2 separate regions of the Bos taurus genome follow, and region 1 is linked to region 2. A link is a contact called in public Hi-C data. All regions are on one chromosome and are shown on one strand. Each heading gives the region's core, a stretch centred on a gene start, on an enhancer-like site or on the middle of the called end of the contact. The rest is flanking DNA. Distances are from core to core; before and after follow the strand shown.

Evidence for each region. Hi-C and Micro-C count contacts between places; a contact is called where the count stands out from the background.
Region 1: a Hi-C map of skeletal muscle shows a contact between it and region 2, with 7 times the contacts expected there. The contact joins the enhancer-like site here to the promoter of NEK9 in region 2. A contact is called at or near these places in 7 of 11 Hi-C or Micro-C datasets (4-cell embryo, blood, liver and 3 more).

Annotation. Positions count from the first base shown.
Region 1 is chr10:86,513,499-86,516,198 of ARS-UCD2.0, reverse strand. No RefSeq gene overlaps it. Among named protein-coding and RNA genes, the nearest start is that of FOS, 26 kb to the right of the region's middle. Within about 2 kb of position 1,443, at least 25 of the 102 cell types and tissues checked have an H3K27ac peak or open chromatin away from gene starts, as enhancers often do. A contact at or near this core is called in skeletal muscle, where this site is marked.
Region 2 is chr10:86,366,187-86,368,886 of ARS-UCD2.0, reverse strand. It overlaps NEK9 (NIMA related kinase 9), which reads left to right and starts at 1,265. Exons shown (of 22, transcript NM_001206060.1): 1 at 1,265-1,483. The coding sequence starts at 1,265.

The sequences.
Region 1 (2,700 bases), core at 194-2,693, 150 kb before region 2:
CCATTGGCATTTGGATACATTAAAAATGAATTTTGAAATAATATCTTAATCACATTTCACGCCCTTGTGGTGGATTTCTGTTTGCTAAATGCCTTCATGTCCATTCTTCCCTTTTGGCTGAAGATAGATATGTCGCCTTAATGGATGACACAGCAAAGGCTCAGAGAGCTGAGCCAACAAGCCCTGGGGGTCAGCCTCCAAGCGAATGCCACTGCCGGGTACATCAAGGAGACAGTCTTTGACAGTTTAAAATGTATATATGTATATGGACAAATATGCATAACATCGAAGAAGGAAATGGAAACCCACTCCAGTATTCTTGCCTGGAGAATCCCCGTGGACAGAGGATCCTGGCGGGCTATACAGTCCATGGGGTCACAAAGAGTTGGACACAACTAAGCGACTAACACACACACACACATAGCATAGAACTTACCATTTTGACCATTTTTAAGTGTACAATTCAATGGCCTTCAGTACCTCCTTGGCCAAATGCCATCACCACCCATCTCCGGAGCTCTTTTCATCTTCTCAAACTGCAGCTCCATCCTCATGAAACCATTAACTCCCAATCTCCCCGCCGCCAGCCCCTGACGACCACCCTTCTACTCTCTGTCTCTATGAAGTGATTGCTCTAAACACTTCACGTGAAAGGAATCATACAGTATTTCGTATGACAGACACTTTTGCAGCAAGATGTCTGGAGGAAGGTACCAAGATTCTTTCCTCCATTGCATTTATTTTAGCTGACGTCACACTTTAGCCAGAAAGGGAGTCTCTTCTGTACCCTGAAGTAATTCACTCTCATGGACGTGAACATCTTTTCAGCCCTGCCCGACACAACAGAGGTTTTCTTATGTTCTGTTTTCACTGAAAGCTGTTCATTCCCCCAGATAATGACTTAAATTGTGATCATCAGAACTGAAGAAAAAGAAAATAATAAAAAGCTCCCAGAGAAGGACATAAAACATTTTCATGTGCCATCTCTGAGCCTCCCAAAAGCCTTTCTCTTCTCCACTGACCACTCTTGTGTATGTATTGTTTTTGTCTTTGTGGGGTTTTTTTGTTTTGTTTTAAAGAACTCTGTGATCTACTTCAATTCACGTTTTGCCCAGAAAGCTAACACAGCTGTAAATCCTTTCTGCCCGGAAAGCCTTCCAGCCTTTCCAGAGGCCTCTTTGCTGATTCAATGACCACCTCCCTCCCTTTGAGGCTGGGCAACCTCTCTGAGCCCACTGCCACCACCGGCCTCCCACAACCCCAGGCAGACTGCCTGGCTGCTGCTAGAAGCCTCTCTCTGGAAGTGACCGTGCCTTTTCTGCAGGTTCCTATTACTTGGAGAAGCATAGCACCCCCGGGGGGAGCCCCCTACTCAGGCTTCCCCCTGCAGAGAACTGGCTCTGCTGCCCGCTGGTAAACCGGCTGGCTGTCACCATGACAATGGGCTGGCCCAGAGCCTGGATGACGCCAGACCTGACTCCCCTCCCAGCCTCACCCAAGTCTGTTTGGGTTCCAGCTGCTTTTGTTGGGCTTCATTTTGCTTGTCAGTTTGAGGCAGCTCTTTTGCTGATTTGGCTTCAGGAGGCTGGGCTTAGAATCCCTGGGGTGCAGGGAAGTCAGTAGCCTGCCCTGACAGGAATTTCCTGGCAACCTAAGGTATTCCCCCGTCATAGTAGCAAGATCTACAAGAGGCCTTCCTGCAATACAGAGCCCACAATAAGCCTGGGCCTCAGATAATCCACTAATACTCTGACCCCACAGGCAATTTCAATCAAGGGCACTGTTACTAACCCACGTTGCTTTGTGATGCTAGGCTCATGATGACAGGCCAACCTGTTCTTTGATCAAATGAAGGAAGTGTTACAACATGTTGGCAGAACATTCTAACTGTGCAGAAACAACACAAATGAATAAATCCAGGATGAAGAAGAAACAATCATGTGGATTTTGAGGAACAGTTTAAGTGAATGTGATGATAGACACCCAAGTGAATCTTCGCCTCATCACCGGGAATGGCTTTGCCTCTATTATTTGGATAATGTAGAAGCAGGGATCTGGAACATTGTTTGAACTAATTTGAAAACATACCGGATAGCCTTTGGGTGTTTCATCCCCTGGTCTTTATCTCTCAAATGACTCCTTTTAATAATTTGCTTGACCTCCAGGGCACCTGAGTTTACCCTGGGTCCTCTCATTTGTGACATAAAACCTATCTCTTGTTTCAGCCTTTGAAGGCATGTCAGCTCCTCATCTGTAAAATGGGGGTAAATAATGCCAACCAGGCAGGTTGAACAGTATTTAGCTCAGTCCTGGCACTTACTGAGCTACTATCATCATCATCATTAACTGCTGCTGCTGCTGCTGCTGCTAAGTCGCTTTAGTCGTGTCCGACTCTGTGTGACCCCATAGACGGCAGCCCACCAGGCTCCTCTGTCCATGGGATTTTCCAGGCAAGAGTACTGGAGTGGGTTGCCATTGCCTTCTCCGACCTGTGCCTTTTTCTCGAGGATCCTGACCCTTTTTTATAAGCATAACATCACTGGGAATTTCCTGATAGTCCCAGTGGTTAGGATTTCACTGCTATTCAGCAATTTCACTTCCAGGGCCCTGGATTCCATCCCTGGCCAGAGAACAAAGATCCCACAAGCCTGTGGAAAAAAAAAGAAGAAGAAGAAGAATTACATGGACTTTCTTGGTGGT
Region 2 (2,700 bases), core at 16-2,515:
TGACTTCCAGCTCCCCTCAATGGCTATGTAACATACAGTAGGTTACTTAACCCCCTATCTCAGTTCCTTTTGCAGAATGGGAATACTATGAGGATTAAATGGAATGACACATGGAAAGAAAACCTTTAGCATAGTGCCAGGAACATTATAATGAATGTTAGCTGTTATCTCTGTAGGTCAATAATTCCCGTAACTTTACGACTAAAAAGTTACCTTAGCGATGTAAAGTTGCTCAAGGCACATAACTGATGGAACACGCTTTTCCACTGTATTGCAATTCTCTTAGTGACTTGAGGGCTTTGCAGATTCCCCACCTCCGATTACAGTATCTGGCACTTATGGCATGAAGAATGTTGCATGAGATCATCAGGTGGTCAAAGATTTGGAAATACACTTGGAAGAATGTGAAATCTGGAAAGAGAGGAGTGAGTGTCAGGAGAGTTGACTTCAAATATTCTCTAAGTTGTGTGGAAGACAGGGACCCAGGGTAGTTCTGGAAGAAATAATTGGGCCCACTAACAGATGACAGGAGGCAAGAATTTTCCGCTGGGAGAGGGAAGGGAGGTGAGGTAAACGGGAGACCTAAGAGACACAGTTCAGTCCCTGGGTTTGGGAAGATACCCACTCCAGTATTCCCGCCTGGAGAATCCCATGGACAGAGGAGCCAGGCGGGCTACAGTCCATGGGGTCACAAACAATCGGACACCACTGCGACTTAACGCGCACGCAAAAATATCTTTGCTGTAACAATTCTCTAAAACAGAGCGCTGTGCCACGCTAGGAAGGGCTGCTTCCCCCACTCACTGCCCTTGAGATAGCCCTGGCGCCAAGATGAGACTGGACGACCTCTGGACCTCAAAACTGTCTGGGCACCGGGCTAGGAATCAGGGGAGGGGTCTATAGACCCGAGGAGGACGCCCTTGCCCCTGCGGGAGCCATCTGGCCCCATTCGGTCTCCACCGGGCGCCGCCAACCCCTGCCCAGAGCCTCGTTTTCCCGGCCCGCCTGGAGGGAAAGAAGTCCCCCCGCCCCGGGGCTTAAAGGAACCACCAGCAATAGAGGAAACCCCGCCGGGCCGGAAGCACCCAGAACTGCTTCCGGGCCAAGGGGGAAGGAGCCGCCATGGAACCTAGCGGGGTGGCGGGGCTGACGGGGCCGCGGGGCTGACGGGGCAGTGGGCCGGCGTCTGAAGCGGGAGAGGCGCAGCGCCGCCAGCGCCACCGGGGACACTCAGGCTGGTCCCGTCCCCGCCGCCGCCGCCGCCATGTCGGTGCTGGGCGAGTACGAGCGACACTGCGACTCCCTCAATTCGGACTTCGGGAGCGAGTCCGGGGGTGGCGGGGACTCGGGCCCGGGGCCCAGCGCCGGTCCGGTGCCGCGAGCCAGCGGCGGCGCGGCGGAGCAGGAGGAGCTGCACTACATCCCCATCCGTGTGCTGGGCCGCGGCGCCTTCGGGGAGGCCACGCTGTACCGCCGCACCGAGGTAGCGGCCCTGCTCTCCCCCGCCTCTTCCTCGCTCAGCGATCGGGTCCCGCAGGGGTGTCTGTCTTGGGGTCCTCACCGCTCCTGTACTAGGAGTTCGTAACAGCACTGGTTTTTCTAACCGGTCGTTTTTGTTTACCATGGGGACTGAGCAAAGAATTGAACCTTCTCTGAGCCTTAGTTTTCCCGTCTGTAAATTGGAGTTAGAAATAGCAACGTACCTTAAAAGTAATATTTTTTAAGATTATTTTGAGCATCGAAGGAGGATACTGTGGAGATTGTGAGTTAGAGTAGTATATGAATGGGGAGTATTGTCAAAACTTCCTCTCATGCCGTACGTCTCTCCAAGGAAGAGGTGGAGAAGTGGGGACAGCTTCAAAATTCCCACATCCGCGGCAGCTCCACTGGCTTTGCCAAATCTTTAAGCTCAGATACGAACACTCAGGGATTTTTCTTGAAGGTCATTGGTAAGATTGTAGCGTGTGGGCTTCTTCATCAGTGATGATCCAGCAGCGTTTATGCCTGGGAAATACTTCTTTCTTTTTTGGTATATTTTAAACCATTCGTTCTTAACTTCAGGAGGGATAAAGGACTTCTTTGAGGTACCTTCCCGCCTATCCATTATTGCACACATACAAATCCTTTGAAGAGATTTTTGGATTGCTGATCCCCAGTTCAGAATGTATACTGATTAAAACCTTAGAGTGGGGAGTCTACTTTCAAAATTGATCATGAACTTTGATCACTAAAGTCTTAAAACTCTAGTTTCAGAATAGTTAAGCATCAGTGTGGGGTTGCTGAAGATGAGATTCTATCAGTGATCTGTCTGCAGGTCTGGTGTGTGTTCCAAGTACTTTTAAGTCTGAAAGATGGATGAGGAGCGAGGTGGTTGCAAGATTAATGTATTATGAGTTATTGTTAGTATTCTCATGAGAATGAGATAAGCTTTGGTATTCCTATTTTTATAGTTGAAGAAACTAAGGTAGTATATTTAAGTGACTTGCTCACTTAAATTAGAAAAAAATCCTGGGCTGGAATGGAGGGTCACATCTGCTTGTCCATGCCTTTCCATGATTATTGCGTTGAACTTGATTACCAAGGTTGTTTTAAGTTAAGTCTGATTATGCTTTCCCCAGAATTGGATAGCATTATCCATAACATCAAATGTTTATTACTTTTGTGAGTTTACAGGTGTTTAATTAGAAGCAGATTTTTCCC